2 separate regions of the Salmo salar genome follow, and region 1 is linked to region 2. The links are chromatin contacts, called in public Hi-C maps. All regions are on one chromosome and are shown on one strand. Each heading gives the region's core, a stretch centred on a gene start, on an enhancer-like site or on the middle of the called end of the contact. The rest is flanking DNA. Distances are from core to core; before and after follow the strand shown. Region 1 overlaps sept7 (Septin-7). Region 2 holds the start of sept7 (Septin-7).

Evidence for each region. Hi-C and Micro-C count contacts between places; a contact is called where the count stands out from the background.
Region 1: a Hi-C map of gill shows a contact between it and region 2, with 9 times the contacts expected there. The contact joins the enhancer-like site here to the promoter of sept7 in region 2. A contact is called at or near these places in 2 of 3 Hi-C or Micro-C datasets (gill and muscle).

What each region holds. Positions count from the first base shown.
Region 1 is chrssa27:20,846,766-20,852,591 of Ssal_v3.1, forward strand. It overlaps sept7 (Septin-7), which reads left to right. Exons shown (of 14, transcript NM_001140131.1): 10 at 3,560-3,611; 11 at 4,260-4,385; 12 at 5,498-5,633. Among protein-coding and RNA genes, the nearest start is that of LOC106588677, 12 kb to the right of the region's middle. Within about 2 kb of position 2,551, at least 1 of the 13 cell types and tissues checked has an H3K27ac peak or open chromatin away from gene starts, as enhancers often do. A contact at or near this core is called in gill, where this site is marked.
Region 2 is chrssa27:20,793,574-20,799,334 of Ssal_v3.1, forward strand. It overlaps sept7 (Septin-7), which reads left to right and starts at 3,092. Exons shown (of 14, transcript NM_001140131.1): 1 at 3,092-3,240; 2 at 4,240-4,241. The coding sequence starts at 3,186.

The DNA of each region.
Region 1 (5,826 bases), core at 1,301-3,800, 53 kb after region 2:
TTAAATCAAATACCTCTACATTTCTAATCCCATCTAGTTGGGATTTGCCTGGTTAAATCAAATACCTCTACATTTCTAATCCCATCTAGTTGGGATTTGCCTGGTTAAATCAAATACCTCTACATTTCTAATCCCATCTAGTTGGGACTTGCCTGGTTAAATCAAATACATCTACATTTCTAATCCCATCTAGTTGGGACTTGCCTGGTTAAATCAAATACATCTACATTTCTAATCCCATCTAGTTGGGATTTGCCTGGTTAAATCAAATACATCTACATTTCTAATCCCATCTAGTTGGGACTTGCCTGGTTAAATCAAATACATCTACATGTCTAATCCCATCTAGTTGGGATTTGCCTGGTTAAATCAAATACCTCTACATTTCTAATCCCATCTAGTTGGGACTTGCCTGGTTAAATCAAATACATCTACATTTCTAATCCCATCTAGTTGGGACTTGCCTGGTTAAATCAAATACATCTACATTTCTAATCCCATCTAGTTGGGATTTGCCTGGTTAAATCAAATACATCTACATTTCTAATCCCATCTAGTTGGGATTTGCCTGGTTAAATCAAATACCTCTACATTTCTAATCCCATCTAGTTGGGACTTGCCTGGTTAAATCAAATACATCTACATTTCTAATCCCATCTAGTTGGGATTTGCCTGGTTAAATCAAATACATCTACATTTCTAATCCCATCTAGTTGGGACTTGCCTGGTTAAATCAAATACATCTACATTTCTAATCCCATCTAGTTGGGACTTGCCTGGTTAAATCAAATACATCTACATTTCTAGTTTCATCTCAAAAAGAGTATTAAAATGTAACATTATTCAACACTATTCCTATACTAAACATTATACTACTAGAACCAGGGGACGTTCAGTAGCCTCCTGCCCAGCAGTTGACATTTAGTTATGTTGTGTTATCAACATTCACTTGCTATGTTATCTCTGGCCCTGAGTGATGTGTGTTCCTGTCTGACCTGTTACGTCAGCCCGGTAAATACTCAGCTATATCTACTGGTGACTTAATGACCATGGAATGTTCTTAACAAATAGAGTAGTACTTAGGTCATTTTGCATATGACGAAAATGACATTTGTTAATGTCTTAACAAAGGAAAAGCTTTGAGATTAAATGACCATTGCTATGTATCAACTCAGCATTTAACAGGCCCTTTTAGATGGAGAGGTGTGTTTTGAGGAGGGTCCTGTATGTTGCAGACAGACGTGTTCTCCTCAACAGGATATGTGTTCAGTTCTCTTTGATGCCAGACAGACAGACCACAGACAGACCAACAGGATATGTGTTCAGTTCTCTTTGATGCCAGACAGACAGACCACAGACAGACCAACAGGATATGTGTTCAGTTCTCTTTGATGCCAGACAGACAGACCACAGACAGACCAACAGGATATGTGTTCAGTTCTCTTTGATGCCAGACAGACAGACCACAGACAGACCAACAGGATATGTGTTCAGTTCTCTTTGATGCCAGACAGACAGACCAACAGGATATGTGTTCAGTTCTCTTTGATGCCAGACAGACAGACCAACAGGATATGTGTTCAGTTCTCTTTGATGCCAGACAGACAGACCAACAGGATATGTGTTCAGTTCTCTTTGATGCCAGACAGAGAGACCAACAGGATATGTGTTCAGTTCTCTTTGATGCCAGACAGACAGACCAACAGGATATGTGTTCAGTTCTCTTTGATGCCAGACAGACAGACCAACAGGATATGTGTTCAGTTCTCTTTGATGCCAGACAGACAGACCAACAGGATATGTGTTCAGTTCTCTTTGATGCCAGACAGAGAGACCAACAGGATATGTGTTCAGTTCTCTTTGATGCCAGACAGACAGACCAACAGGATATGTGTTCAGTTCTCTTTGATGCCAGACAGACAGACCAACAGGATATGTGTTCAGTTCTCTTTGATGCCAGACAGACAGACCAACAGGATATGTGTTCAGTTCTCTTTGATGCCAGACACAGACCAACAGGATATGTGTTCAGTTCTCTTTGATGCCAGACAGAGAGACCAACAGGATATGTGTTCAGTTCTCTTTGATGCCAGACAGAGAGACCAACAGGATATGTGTTCAGTTCTCTTTGATGCCAGACAGAGAGACCAACAGGATATGTGTTCAGTTCTCTTTGATGCCAGACAGAGAGACCAACAGGATATGTGTTCAGTTCTCTTTGATGCCAGACAGACAGACCAACAGGATATGTGTTCAGTTCTCTTTGATGCCAGACAGACAGACCAACAGGATATGTGTTCAGTTCTCTTTGATGCCAGACAGACAGACCAACAGGAAGCTGCTTTAGCACCACTCCCTCTAAATGATTCTAGACTCTACAGCACTTGTCTTAGTAGAGTAGACGTGTATGAAGTTTAGCTAGCTATTTTGAACTTTAACCTCATGATCCCAGAGCTCAGGTCATGTGTACACACACACACACGAGAATACACTCCAACCCCAGAAGTGAATTCATGTCCCCTCTCTGCTCCCCACTGTTTTGTGCCGCTGCAAGAGTAGATGGGGAAAGTCAGCTCTACCCTAAACTCTACCATTCGGATACAGCTCTGTATCTCTGTCTATGACCAGATTACAAGTCAACATCTTTGGTCTGTAGTGTATGTGAGATGCTGTAATTCTGGTATAAGATAGTAAAGTTGTGATCTCTCGACTGGATGAACTGTGCGGTTACTACGACTACAGTACCTCTGTGGCGGTTGCATGAGTTTTGGATTACCAAAAATGTTTCTGGCACCATGTAAGTGTATAAATATAGAGAGGGAGAGGGGAAGGCCACACTTCAGCTATGTGATCCACTCCCTACACCCAGCAGTCAGGCAGAAACCTCAGGGGAACGAGTGTATGTGGGAGTATACATGGTGTCTGGCACCACATTGTGGCTGCTGACAGTATTACACCGACTCGCCTTCCTTCTACTCCACGCAATCTCTAGGGGAAGATTTTAATTGCATACTCCTCGCATCCTGTCTCCTCGTCCCCTTCTCAAAACTAATTGGATGAGAAAGCCAGAGGCCCCTCCCCTATGACCTTCTCCGATGGGTTACGAGGAGCACGGACGTGAGGTCTTCCCTTGAGCAGTGACGAGCTCTCGATCTCCCTCCTGTGACTGTCACACCCCCTTGTGGTAACTGACAACTCTAACTGTGACTCTTTTTCTCTCTCTTTTGCTCTCTCTTTTGCTCTCTCTTTTGCTCTCTCTTTTGCTCTCTCTTTTGCTCTCTCTTTTTCTCTCTCTTGCTCTCTCTTTTTCTCTCTCTTTTGCTCTCTCTTTTTCTCTCTCTTTTGCTCTCTCTTTTTCTCTCTCTTTTTCTCTCTCTTTTTCTCTCTCTTTTTCTCTCTCTTTTGCTCTCTCTTTTTCTCTCTCTTTTGCTCTCTCTTTTTCTCTCTCTTTTTCTCTCTCTCTTTTTCTCTCTCTTTTTCTCTTTATTTCTTTCTCTCTCGCTCTCTCTCTTTTTCTTTCTCTCTCTCGCTCTCTCTTTCTTTCTCTTTCTCTCTCTAGTGGAGAATGGAGAGCACTGTGACTTCACCATCCTGAGGAACATGCTCATCAGGTACTGTTGTAACACACACAAACACACTCCTCTGCATGATGGTCATGCACCAATGAGTGTCCTGTTTTACACTCTGCATGATGGTCATGCACCAATGAGTGTCCTGTTTTATACTCTGCATGATGGTCATGCACCAATGAGTGTCCTGTTTTATACTCTGCATGATGGTCATGCACCAATGAATGTCCTGTTTTATACTCTGCATGATGGTCATGCACCAATGAGTGTCCTGTTTTACACTCTGCATGATGGTCATGCACCAATGAGTGTCCTGTTTTACACTCTGCATGATGGTCATGCACCAATGAGTGTCCTGTTTTACACTCTGCATGATGGTCATGCACCAATGAGTGTCCTGTTTTACACTCTGCATGATGGTCATGCACCAATGAGTGTCCTGTTTTATACTCTGCATGAGCATCAGCAGATGGCAGAGACATTATGGTGCCACTTCTCAGTGCCATATCGTTCCTCACTGCTCTCTCTGACTGTTTAAATGTCTTTTAGTGTCACATAGTTTTTTTTACTGTAAAGTTTATTGCTGTGGTTAATTTTAGTTTTAAAAAAGTTGTATTTGAGTGGTTCTGTTCTGTCTTGTTCCAGAACCTACATGCAGTTTAAATAAAGTTTTAATTTGATTTGATCCAGAACCCACATGCAGGACCTGAAGGACGTGACCAACAACGTCCACTATGAGAACTACCGCAGCAGGAAGCTGGCAGCCGTCACATACAACGGAGTGGACAACAACAAGAACAAGGGACCAATGACCAAGTTAGTACTAACCAACAGTCCACCAAAGGTGTTTGTAAGTGGTTCTGTTTTTCATTTCTCTCCATTGCAGTTCTGGATCAGCGTGGATGAAGGGAATGAGACAAGGCCCTGCACTTCTGCAATCCTCTCCCCTGATCACAGGGACTAAGTCACCCACACACAGAATCTGGGCTGGATCTAACAGTCACCCACACACAGAATCTGGGCTGGATCTAACAGTCACCCACACACAGAATCTGGGCTGGATCTAACAGTCACCCACACACAGAATCTGGGCTGGATCTAACAGTCACCCACACACAGAATCTGGGCTGGATCTAACAGTCACCCACACACCCAGCCCAGAATCTGGATCTAACAGTCTAATAAGCCTAAACCACTGCTAATTCACAGCCAAGCACAGAGAACCTCACTACAATAATGCACCGTAATGTCAAAGTAACCACCAGCATTGGTTCTCATTAGCTAGCTAATAGCTCTCTAACGCATGGTCATCATATCAGCATGCTAAGTGTGTGTGTTTCTCTTTTTTTAGATTTGACACAAGTGAAGGCATGTAAGTGTCATTTCAGTTCTTCAAGTTAGCTCCGTTTCTACTTTCTCTCCTATCTGTTTTTCCGTCTGCCTCGTACATTCCCTGTGTTTGTATAGAGATGCTGCTCTTTATTATATGCTAGTGGCCCCTACCAGGTCACAATATAGATGAAATCATTCTACAGCATTAGCAAACTGCCCAGAAGTCTTCATTGAATACTTGTTGGTAGAATAGTCTCCAATAGTCTTCCAGGAAAATCATTTTTGTCCTATGATTAGGCTCTTGCTTTTTTTTGTGAGCTTCACTTAGCAACTGTACCAATAGAGCTTTTTGGCGGCTTGGCGTTCACTAACTCAGCGACTCAATGGCTTGGCGTTCACTAACAGAAATTAATATTATCCTCTCACTGAATTGCTGGGTCTTCCACGTCCAAGGCCTTCCTCTCCCCTGCTCCTCCAGGCATAAGTGTATGCAGGAGAGATCGTGACAGGAATTTCTGAGTTTGACTACTCTTTGCTAGAGCTGGGGTTTAAGGCCTCAGACTGGTGGATGATGTGTGCGTGCCTCAACCCTGCAGGAGTCCCCTGGCCCAGATGGAGGAGGAGAGGAGGGAGCACGTGACCAAGATGGAGAAGATGGAGATGGAAATGGAGCAGGTGTTTGAGATGAAGGTCAAGGAGAAGATCCAGAAGCTCAAAGACTCTGAGCTAGAGGTACAGGAACCCAACAGAACACCTTCACACCACTAAAACTCACTCACTTGCCCCTTGTTTATTTATTAATGGAGCAATCTCACTTAAAAAAGACACCAGTTTGAAAGGTTACATTTGTATGTTTTAATTAACAATGTATTCATAAGAAATAGATGCATCTAACACACTCACACAGACACACGAATATATCTCT
Region 2 (5,761 bases), core at 1,842-4,341:
ACGGATTGGCTCTCCCATAGGCACCAACGCATTAGCAACTGGGTCTGGTCCGCTTAGTTCATTGACTGTATATGAACCAGAAAAAATGAGCGAGTGAGATGTCTCGCTTCCTTATCTGTCTCTGAAAGTTCTCAATGTCGCTGCCCAGGCTTTTGGGCAGTGCAGATGGGATATGTGTACTATCCTGTCAGAGCTTTCGTATACCCGCCTTTACAATGTTCTTGCTGTAAAGTGTTTGGACGGGAGAAGTCGAGATGTGGGACATGTGGGAAAGATCACTGTGAAGGAGATGTCGAATGTTTAGTAGAAAAGAGTGGCCAAGGAGCAAAGTGCTGTAACTGTGGTGGAGAACCTGAACCGAAATCCTTTGAATGCCCGATTAAGGTGAAAGAGACTGAGGTTACCAAAATTAGGGCAGTTGAGAGAGTCTGCTATGCGGAGGCTGTCAAAAGGGTAGAAAGTATCTCTGAAGGACCGGTGGTAGTGAATACCGGTAGGCCTACACCGCAGTCTGAGTATTACCAGTAGTACCCAGAAATTCTTCATGTGAAGAAAGTGGACTTTGTGTCATTTATAACAATGGTGGTAAACAGCAGTGCACAAGCTGAAAAGAAGTCGACACCCTTGTTTATGCAGCTGAACTCTTTCTGGGATTCAAATATTTTATATCTGATGAGCTACTTTACATGTATTAGCACGGTACTTTAGTTTTCAAATCGCTGAAGGAGTGGTGGTGAAGGTAGGCAACAACACTTCCACTACGCTGATCCTCAGCACAGGGTCCTCACAAGGGTGCGTGCTCAGCCCCCTCCTGTACTCCCCGTTCACCCATGACGGCGTGGCCACGCACGCCTCCAACTCCATCATCAAGTTTGCAGACGACACAACAGTGGTAGGCCTCATTACCAACAATGACGAGACAACCAACAGGGAGGAGGTGAGAGCCCTGGCAAAGGGGTGCCAGGAAAATAACCTCTCCCTCAATGCCAACAAAATGAAGGAGCTGATCGTAGACTTCAGGAGACAGCAGAGGGAGTATACCCCCATCCACATCGACAGGGCTGCAGTGGAGAAGGTGAAAAGCTTCAAGTTCCTTGGCGTACACATCTCTGACAAACTGAAATGGTCCACCCATGCAGACAGCGTGGTGAAGAACGTGCAACAGAGCCTCTTCTACCTCAGGAGGCTGAAGACATTTGGCTTGGCACCTAAGACCCTCACAAACTTTTACAGATGCACCATTGAGAGCATCCTGTCGGGCTGTATCACTACCTGGTATGGCAACTGCACCATTCGCAACCACAGGGCTTTCCAGAGGGTGGTGCATTCTGCCCAATGCATCACCGGGGGCACACTGCCTGCCCTCCAGGACATCTACAGCCCCCTGTGTCAAAGGAAGGACAAGAAGATCATCAAGGTCCTCAGCCAACCTAGCCACGACCTGTTCACCCCGCTATCATCCAGAAGGCGAGGTCAGTACAAGTGCCTCAAAGCTGGGACCGAGAGACTGAAACAGCTTCTATCTCAAGGTCATCAGACTGTTAAATAGCCATCACTTGCTGGCCTCCACCCAGCACACTGCTCTGAACTTAGTCACTGTCACTAGCCGGCAACCACCCGGTTACTATTGCTGTACATACATTTGAAGTTTACATACACCTTGGCCAAATACATTTAAACTCAGTTTCACAATTCCTGACATTTCATCCTAGTAAAAATTCCCTGCCTTGGGTCAGTTAGGATCACCCCTTTATTTTAAGAATGTGAAATGTCAAAATAATAGTAGAGAATGATTTTATTTCAGCTTTTATTTCTTTCATCACATTCCCAGTGGGTCAGAAGTTTACATACACTCAATTCGTGTTTAGTAGCATTGCCTTTAAATTGTTTAACTTGGGTCAAACATTTCAGGTAGTCTTCCACAAGCTTCCCACAATAAGTTAGGTGAATTTTGGTCCATTCCTCCTGACAGAGCTGGTGTAACTGAGTCAGGTTTGTAGGCCTCCTTGCTCGCACACGCTTTTTCAGTTCTTCCCACAAATTTCTATAGGAGTGCGGTCAGGGCTTTGTGATGGCCACTCCAATACCTTGACTTTGTTGTCCTTAAGCCATTTTGCCACAACTTTAGAAGTATGATTAGGGTCATTGTCCATTTGGAAGACCCATTTGTGACCAAACTTTAACTTCCTGACTGATGTCTTGAGATGTTGCTTCAATATATCCACATAATTTTCCGTCCTCATGATGCCATCTATTTTGTGAAGTGCACCAGTCCCTCCTGCAGCAAAGCACTCCCACAACATGATACTGCCACCCCCGTGCTTCATGGTTGGGATGGTGTTCTTCGGCTTGCAAGCCTCTCCCTTATTCCTCAAAACATAACTATGGTCATTGAGGCCATTTACATTACATTTTAGTCATTTAGCAGATGCTCTTATCCAGAGCGACTTACAGTAGTGAATGCATACATTTAATTTCATGCATTTTTAACTAACCCGAATAGCAAGAGGAGTGGGAGGCCCCGGTGCACAACTGAGCAAGAGGACAAGTACATTAGAGTGTCTAGTTTTAGAAACAGACGCCTCACAAGTCCTCAACTGGCAGCTGGCCCTCTGTATTTATGATCAATTTGATGTTTTTTAATGGACAAAAAAATTGATTTTCTTTCAAAAACAAGGACATTTCTAAGTGACCCCAAACTTTTGAACTGTAGTGTGTGTATATATATATATACACACACTTCGGACTTATTACTGGTCCTTTTAGATTTGTACCTATTGTTGTATATTGTTAGATATTACTGCACTGTTGGAGCTAGGAACACAAGCAATAAAATCTGAAAGCTATGTGTATGCAACCAATAACATTTGATTTGAGTGGGAATATATTTTAATATTTTATTTTGTAGTTTGTGTGGATTAATGTTATTTTTTCCCTTCCCTGTATGGAATTTTGTTACATTTTGTGATTTATTTTCACCCTTGTCCAGTTGGCGGCGACAAAACACTTGCGTGTAGTTCTCCATAAAACCTCAGCGAAGACGAAGTCTTTTGGGGACTAGAGTCCTCTATCTATTTCTATGTCTCCACCACATGCAGCAGACAGTGGACATTTTTGACATTACGCGAAATAAGTTGGGTACGACCTTTACAGTTTTGTGGTGTCCCGTGAGTACTTGAAAGGGAATGTCGAACGGTGCAAGATCTGTTAGTGAGGTGCATCGGAACGGCAATATTATGGGTGAGTTCTCTTACTCTGTCTGTTTTAATTCATTCGGGAACTTTTGCTATCGTTTATTTGCGTCCTCGGAGTTGTTACTAAAGAACTTTGTTAGAATTAGTTAACTAGTTACCCAGCTAGAAAAACGATAGCTAGTTGGCTCATTCTAATAAATTTACACACCGCTCGAGAATGACCGCGAGTAACGTTACTTTGGCATTTCCTTAGTTTTTTTTCGACTGTGAGTGGCTTTGTTACCTGGCACACAGTCGGCTAGTACAGTACCAGCAAACGATAACTAACATTAGCTACCTATTGTAAACATGTTGAGATGCAGTCAGAGTAGTTAATTACTGGCCAAATAATATGCTGTGTGAAGAATGTCAACTGAGTATAGTTTCTTCTTCAGATGCCAGTTGTGGTGGTTGTGATAAGTTGGCACCCCAATAAAAGCGCATCATAAATAGTTACGTTTCTAGCTAGCTAACAAAACTAAAGTTACCTAGTTAACTACTAGCACAGAGAACAATTACGTTTATAAAAACCTTTACTACTAGCTAGGTAGGTTATAATGGAATAGTTGACGTCGCTTGCTAAACTGTGAATGGCTGCTATTCCAAAAAGTCGACGTAGTTTGCTTAGTTTCAGATGTCAGAAACTCGCAGTGTTGGTCATATAACTAATAATTAGTTAATTAAAATGGATTGAATCAATGGTAAAGTCAATGCGGGGGAAACCTGGAGCAAAGTTGTTATGAACCAAAACTTCCTCAAAAACACCTAGCAAGCTACGTCATCATTCGTTTGTCTGTCAAAATGTCAATCAAAAACTGTCATCTATCAGCATCAACTATGTTTTACTTGGAGTGGAGTAGGAGGACTGCAATATCTCCTTCTTAAAACGAAGTCCTGTATTGGTTCACATGACTGGATTAATACTGTGGTAATAATGTGGTAATTGCATGGGGATGCTCTTACTGAGTGACTCTGCCTGTCATTTATTCCTCCATGTGACCTGTAGCTGTAGAATCTGTCATGAAATGGTTTGCTGTGAGTATAGAGACCGGCATAGATCCTCACCCTAGCCATTCAAACCCAACAGTCTACCTACGACAGACCATGTGAATGTTTTCTCTTGTCCCTATGGAATGCATGCAATGTTATTACTTTAGCTTGAGTAAATAAACTGTTTCCACCTTCTCTCTCAATTGTTATTGAACAATTGCTGTCTCTCCATTATTGTTAGTAACTTTTTGTGTGTCAGATGGTGCGGCATGGGAATGCCAGGATGTCTGTGATGACACAGCTGACTAAGACAGCCCATAGCCTGGGCAGAGTTTGTTTAGGTGCCCATAAAAGTCCCATTTTGGATTATTCACCATCTTGGTGTAGTTTTTGTTCACTCCCCTTCAATGATTTAAAAGCATTGGATTGGTGTGTGAAATACAGTAGACACTTATGGGGAGAGAATTGGAATTTGGCCTCAGATGAACTGGGTATGTAGTGAAGGGAGAGTCGATCAGCTTTCCATGTAGACCACCGATTGCTATTTACCTCACTCTCAGGACTGTTTTACTCATACAGACTTAATATTATTCCTAAATTACAGTATAGAAATAAAAATTGACTGTGATTATGACACTAAAGCATGTGTAGCAGACACAGACTGATGGAGAGGTTTGCAAAACTATAAATCTGGTGAAGAACGATCTGGGAAAATGAAGAAAGGTCGTGGGAGGGGTCAGACTTTCCGAAGTAGAACAACATTCTCTACCGTGTATCCTCCTCTAGTATTTGCAAGACGACATCAGTGTACTGTGCTAGGCCTTGCTCTGGGGTTAGCTGAACACTCCTCTTTCTAACCTCAGACTCTCTGAGGCAGACTAGCCTCCATCCCACCACTTCTTTTCCGGCAGTTTACCCAACACCAGCAAAGAAGAATAACACATCTAGTCTGCTTGAAGGGAGCATGTAGCAATGAGAGTGGACACCTACTGTATCGGTGCATTGGCAAAGTGGTGGTAGGGCCTAAAGGAGGAAGCAAAGCTGCTTTCCTGGAGGTATGTAGTGGCCTTTGTTAGAGCCACTGTGTAAAGGTTGAGGTGAACATCCAAGACACAGATGTCCACCACGCTGGGTGGATGCCCTCTCTCCAACCTTGACAATGGTATTAGAAATATGTCATGGGTGTTGCCTTGAAAAATACCTGACTGACTTAAGTCAATTTCAACAAGCCGCTTATGCCTGCGATGAGTCAGGAAGTTGCAGTAGATGTAGCATATGTTTCACTTTTTCTTTTTTCATAAACTGATGTTAACTTTTATGACCTTACCCTTGGACTAGTGGAAAAGTAGGGAAGGCTCTGAAGTGCACATCAAACGTTTCTCTCCTCAGTGGGAGCTAGCTAAGAGATCAGCATTATGATCATGATGCTGCTGTCTCAGCTATGTGCTGTGGTTGCCATGAAGTGTCTGATCAGCGACAGGCACCACTGACAGTCGTACTGTGTACGTGACAGATGCTTCTGCTCCAGAGCAGACTGA